Regions from separate parts of the Sus scrofa genome. Here region 1 is linked to region 2. Evidence: chromatin contacts called from public Hi-C data. All regions are on one chromosome and are shown on one strand. The core of a region is the stretch at or near the end of the contact, and the rest is flanking DNA. Distances in the headings are between cores, read along the strand shown.

Region 1 (2,898 bases), core at 187-2,686, 83 kb before region 2:
ACTTCCTCGATGAAGGTTTTTGGAAAGATGGGTGGAATTTAAGTCCTTCTCTGTCTTAATGCTTCGGATCCACATTGTCCTCGCTGCTTCTGCCTTCAGGGCCTGGCAGCTCCAGGCAGGGGCTCTGCCTAGACCCTGAGCTTTGTCTAGGTACCTGTCATTTCTCAGGACAGGGAAGGGGTCCTGGCCCTGGAGACCCCAGGCCATGAGGCTCTACCGCGGATTGGCTCTGTGACCTTAGGCAAGTCCCTGCCTCTACCTGGTTCTCAGTTTCTGCTTCTGCAAGACATTGTGTGGGTTGAAGGTTTCCACAGCTCCCCGGTTTCTGGTGGACTCCCCTCATTTGGGAGCCTTCTGCTTCCAGTTGCTCTGTGCTTCTCCACTGGAGAGCCCCAGCCGTCCCATACCTCCAAGGAAGGACCGTTTGGGAAAGTGGGTAGGCTCACCATTCTTGGTACCCTCCCTAAGCACCTCATTGCGAGTCAGTCCTCCCTGGATGAGAGCCCCCCCCAGAGCAGGCCCCTGGCCCCAGGAGCCCCACTCGCCGAGGCTTCCCAGAGGTAACAGGGCAGAGTTAGGTCTGAATCCTGCCGCTTCTGTGCTCTGTGACCTTGGGCAAGTCACTCCACCTCTCTGAGCTCCTGCATCCTCATCCGTAGGGTTATAAAGACGGAACGAGGTTGTGTATCATTGTGGAAACAGAAGCAGATGAGGCAGCAGAATCCCTGCCCTTAAAGACTCCATTCTAGGGGAGGAAGCCAGAGACTAAACCCAACAACCAGAAAGAGCACGTCAAAGGAAAGGAAAGAAAATGGTGACGGTGACGTGCTGTGAAGTAGGGAGGGGGGTCTCTAGGTGGTCAGGGAGCCGAGACCCAAGGGATGAGGAGGGAGCAAGCGGGCAAAGATGGAGGGGAGGGTTTCAAACAGAAGGAACAGCATGTGCAAAGGACCTGAGGCGGGGAAGAGGGATTTGGCACATTACAAATGGTGGGAAGGCCGTTGTGGCTGGGCAGAGGGAGCGAGAGGGAAGTGGGTAGGAAGAGATGGGCAAGGAGGGACCAGGTCATGCAGGGCCTTGTCAGGCAGGAGGGAAAGTTAGCATTTCATTTTCCAACTAGGAACCATGAGGTTGTGGCTTCAATCCCTGGCCTTACTCTGTGGGTTCAGGATCTGGTGTTGCCGTGAGCTGTGGTATAGGTCACAGACACGGCTCAGATCTGGCGTTGCTGTGGCCATGTGGCCATGGTGTAGGCTGGCAGCTGTAGTTCTGATTAGACCCCTAGCCTGGGAACCTCTGTATGCTGCAGGCGCGGCCCTAGAAAGCAAAGCAAAAACAAAAAAAAAAAAGAGGAGCCACTGTGGGGCTCCAAGTAGGGGATGACTCTGTCCTTGGTTTCTATTTTAGAAGGGCCCTGGCTGCTGTGTGGGGAATGGCCTGTAGGGGGCAGGAGTGAGGCAGGGAGACCAGCATCTGGGGAGCAGTGAGAGTGGTCCTCGGAACTTTCACCTGTCCTGAGGGGAAGGCGGCTTCTGTGACCTGGATGTGGGATTGTAGCAGCTACTTCAGAGGATGGGGGAGAGGGCGAGGGGGCATCCCAGGGGCTGCAGGATGCTCCTGACAGCAGAGTATGTCTGCACAATTTGCCTTTGGAGCCAGATAGACCTGTCTTTAAACCTCCATTTGTACGCAGCCTTCCAGGGTGAGCCGGGGAGTCTCCCAAAGTGACCACTTTCCCACCACCCCGGGCCCTGGGGGCCCTGGGAAATGGAGCCAGCAGGGCACGGAGCCAGAGCCTGCCTCCCCAACTTCCGCACACCCTGCCGAGAAGGGAGGCAGAGGAAGCCATGGCCTCAAGGGCACGCCTGGCCCCTCTGCCCCCTGGGCTGCTGCTCCCATGGCCCAGCTCCAGGAAATCCTGTGGCTTTGTGGTTCCTGGGTGTCCCGGGCTGCGCGGAGGCAGGAGACAGCCACGGGAAAGTGGTACTTCTTTCTCTGCCACCAAGTGGGTGGTTACTCTATTCTGCTGGCTTCCAGAGATGGTGGGTGGGGCGGGGGGCGGGGGCAGGGCACGGGAGTTCACAGAGTGTCAGAAGATCTGAGTGGCAATGGAACTTCACCGTCACCTGAACCACCCTCTTTGAGGAAGTGGGGGAGACAAAGGCCCCGAAAGAGAAGAGGCTTATCTGAGGCCACAAAACACGTTATAGAAGCAGGACTTAAACCCTGACCTCCTGGACTCCTCCTCCAGTGCTCCTTCTGGTTAAGCTGTGGGTCTCAGAGCCAGACAGACCTACCTGATTCTAGTCCCAGTTTTGCCATGTAGTCCTCACTGGGTGAATCTGGGGCCAAGGACAGTTTCTGAGCCTCGGTTTTCTCCCCTGTGGAATGGAATGGTCCTACTTCCTTTCTCAGGGTGCTGTTTTGAAGGGTGGTTGAAATGATTTGTGTAAAGGATGGTGCACACAGTAGGTCCTCAGTGACGGGAGCTATGATTAATGTAGTGTTAATAGTGATACTCCTATTGCCGTTCTGAGCCTCACGAGCTGGAGGGATTGGCTGCGTGCTCGGCTCTACTTTTGCTGTTTTCTGGTTCTGGAGAACATAGTTAGGCTGGGGAGGTGAGCAAATTCTCATCGTCAGCCCGTCTCACTGCTGGTTTATTTTATTTCCCCATATAACTGGGAGACCCTTTAACAAGGCCCTTAATTACCACCACTACCCCAACACCCCCCCACGCACACCCCCACCCACCCTCACACACGCATGTGTGCAAGGCTTAGGTGGGCTGGAGCTGTTCTGTCTGCTTGCAGTCTGTATAGGGAGCAGACAAGCACTAAATGCAGGCTTAGGATGGAAACCCAGGCTCCCACCTGCTGCACCAGGTCCCAACCACAA
Region 2 (3,138 bases), core at 211-2,710:
TAAGGAATTGAGATGCTGCTTGTGGGGGATGGGACGGGACATGGCAAATGGCCTCTAAGTCCGTTCTGAATCTGATGAACTTGCCTGGCCCCTCGGAGGAAGAAGCGGAAACACAAGTCATAACGAATGAGGCCTTCAAAGTCTCCGTCCAAGTCCAGTCCTTATCACAAGAAAGGTCATTGGGATCTGAAAACCAAGACAGGTCTCTGTCCCGTGCACCAGGCAGGGGTGTTTGGGCCACGCGCTGGCCAGTAGAGGAAACAGACTGTCCTCCTGCCAGGTGGCCCTTGCTGCCAGTCCGGGGACACATCTGGGAGCCCGTCCAGCAGAAGGGGGGGAACACGATCTCCTCTCTTTACTTACAGTCAGTTCAGCTAAAGCAAGGGCCCCTCCACTTCACTCCGTCTGCTTATGGGCGGTCACATCCCCGCTGTGACCATGTTCCCCACCTGCGCTGACAGGCCCAAGTCCAAGTTCTTGTCACAGCTGAGAACACCGAGGTTCCCAGAGAGACTCCCCAACCGAGGGCTACCCAACATGCACATGGCGGCATGTTGCAAACTGCTGTCCCTTGTCCTTCCAGAAAACTCCACAGCCAGTGTGAGCGAGGCAGAAAGGAAGGCCCAGGTATACTACCGTGCGTGTATGAACGAAACCAGGATTGAGGAGCTCAAAGCCAAACCCCTGATGGAGCTGATTGAGAAGGTGAACCCCCTGGGGTGTCCCCCTGCCCTCATCTTCCCCTGCCCCTCCCCATCTCCCCCCGCCCCTCCCCCATCTCCCCCTGCCCCCATCTCCTCCTGTCTCTTCCCCCTGCCCTCTTTCTCCCCCTGTCCCCTGTCCCCCATCTCTTCCTGCCCCTGCCACCTGCCTGTCCCCCTGGCTTCCACCCCAGTTCTTAGCTACCACCGGGGCCTGGCCACCTCACACCTCCAGCCACCTCACTCAGCTGGATCATAGAGTCTGTCTGCTGACATGTGTCAGGCTGTCTGAGTGATTGTGTGTGTGTATTTGCAATGCACATGCACATATGCTCACATATCTCTGTGTAAGTGGGAAGGTTTGTGTGTATTTGCGAGATGTCTGCCTGGGCGTCTGTGAGTGGGACAGGGCCCATATTTACAGGGAAAACATTTTTCTGTGTTGCTACTTCCGTTTCCTCAGAGGGCATGTTTGTGTGTCAGAGGTCAGAAAGGGTCTGTTCTGGAAGGACCAATAGCCTGGGACCAGAAGCAGAGCCCTCCCTGTGAGGAGGGCCACTGGCTCAGGGCCCCCCCAGCCCCCGGAGCAGATTGCATCCCCCTGAGCACCTTCCGACAGGATGGACTCCAGCAGGGGGCCGCCCCAGGCTGGCCAGGCTGCCAGAAGGAACGGTTTTCAGGGGGGCCTTCTACTCCCTCTAGGCCCAACCCGTGGGTCAGCTCAGGAGAGGCCTTGCGACAGGGTGTGGAGCGGTGGACCCTGGGGACTGGACAGTCCCTCCCCTCTGGCACAGGTCCCACGGGCTAGCACTTAGCCAACCAGGACGACTGAGGAGATGACAGAAGTCCCAGCTCTGAGAGAAACTCAAGTAGACCTTAACTCATCAACCTTTGAAAAAATATGGACCCTTTCTTTTGCAGGCACAATTGAATTACTGCCTTAATAGGAATTACATTCAGGGAGTTCCCATTGTGGCTCAGCAGTTGAAAACCCAACTAGTATCCATGAGGATGCAGGTTCAATTCCCTGGCCTTGCTCAGTGGGTCAAGGCTCCTGTGTTGCCATGAGCTGTGGTGTAGGTCACAGACGTAGCTCAGACCTGGCGTTGCTGTGGCTGTGGTGCAGGCCAACAGCTACAGCTCGGATTAGACCCCTAGCCTGGGAACTTCCCTATGCCGCGGGCATGGCCATAAAACAATAAATAAATAATTTTTTTCAAAGGCATTTCATTCACATAGTTGAGTATTTAAAAGTGAACGGAGTAGGAATTCCTGTTGTGGCTCAGCAGTAACAAACCCAGCTAGTATCTATGTGGACACAGGTTCGATCTGGCCTCAGTCGGTGGGTTAAAGATCTGGCATTGCCACGAGCAGTGGTGTAGGTCACTGACGCAGCTCAGATCTGGTGTTGCTGTGGCTGTGGTGTAGGCCGGCAGCTGCAGCTCCAATTTGACCCCTAGCCTGGGAACCTCCATATGCCGCAGGTGCAGCCCTAAAAAGACCAAAAAAAGTGACCAGAGTACAGGGAATGTCTCCTTCCCATCCCCATTCCCGTCCCCAGCCACCTAGGGAGCAGCCATCCTGTGTGTTCATGGCCCGCACGTCCAGGCTATGTCTTTGCTTCACCGGGGTCTCCAGCTCGCTGGTCAGAAACCCCTAAGGAAGACAGACGGTCCCTTTCATTTGCCCCTGAGGCTCAGAGAGGTCAGAGGACTACCAGGGGTCACAGAGCAAGTCAGCCGCAGCATCAGAATCCCCACCCGGGTCTCCCACTGCCTCATTCATCCCCTCTCCATTCCCTCTCTCTCTCCCCGCAGCTCGGGGGCTGGAACATCACAGGGCCCTGGGACAAGGACAACTTCCAGGACACCCTGCAGGTGGTCACGTCCCACTACCGCACCTCGCCCTTCTTCTCCGTCTACGTCAGCGCCGACTCCAAGAACTCCAACAGCAACGTGATCCAAGTAAGGGGCCCGGAGGCTGGGATGAGGATGGGCTCCACCTCGGGGCCTGTTTTGCGTTCGGCAAGCAACAGGGTCGGGGCAGACCTGCCCTGGGCGGCGGGCGTCTAGTTTCTGAACCTCCATTATTTCTGGAGGCGCCCAGCGATGAGATTTTTGCAGGAAGAAGTTGTGAAAGGGGAGGCTTGCCTTCTCTGGGCACATGGGGGTCACTGCAGCACAGTGAATCTTTAGGGGTGCTGATGAGTCACTGTGGGCCCCAGGAGGGATGTCAACTCCCAGACACAGCTGGGATCACCTCCTGGCCTCCCCACCTTGGTCTCCGGCCTTGGCATTTGAGCCTATCTCTTCCTGCCAGAGCCTGCCCCAGGCCGACCGCAGCACACCCAGGGAGCCCCAGCCTTGGTGTGCCCACCCTCAGATGCAGAAGCGAGAAACCCAGGCTGGGGGTCCTGAAGACTGAGTTCCCATCCACC

Evidence for each region. Hi-C and Micro-C count contacts between places; a contact is called where the count stands out from the background.
Region 1: a contact with region 2 is called in a Hi-C map of fetal liver, with 1.9 times the contacts expected there. The contact joins two enhancer-like sites. A contact is called at or near these places in 3 of 5 promoter capture datasets (fetal liver and liver), 11 of 47 Hi-C or Micro-C datasets (alveolar macrophages, brain, embryonic fibroblasts and 6 more) and 1 of 2 datasets of contacts at active chromatin or transcription factors (skeletal muscle).

The regions. Positions count from the first base shown.
Region 1 is chr6:79,519,114-79,522,011 of Sscrofa11.1, reverse strand. No RefSeq gene overlaps it. Among named protein-coding and RNA genes, the nearest start is that of ECE1, 55 kb to the right of the region's middle. Within about 2 kb of position 1,436, at least 35 of the 83 cell types and tissues checked have an H3K27ac peak or open chromatin away from gene starts, as enhancers often do. A contact at or near this core is called in fetal liver and retroperitoneal adipose tissue, where this site is marked.
Region 2 is chr6:79,435,628-79,438,765 of Sscrofa11.1, reverse strand. It overlaps ECE1 (endothelin-converting enzyme 1), which reads left to right. Exons shown (of 20, transcript XM_021097679.1): 4 at 584-705; 5 at 2,519-2,665. Among named protein-coding and RNA genes, the nearest start is that of ECE1, 29 kb to the left of the region's middle. Within about 2 kb of position 1,460, at least 5 of the 83 cell types and tissues checked have an H3K27ac peak or open chromatin away from gene starts, as enhancers often do. A contact at or near this core is called in fetal liver and retroperitoneal adipose tissue, where this site is marked.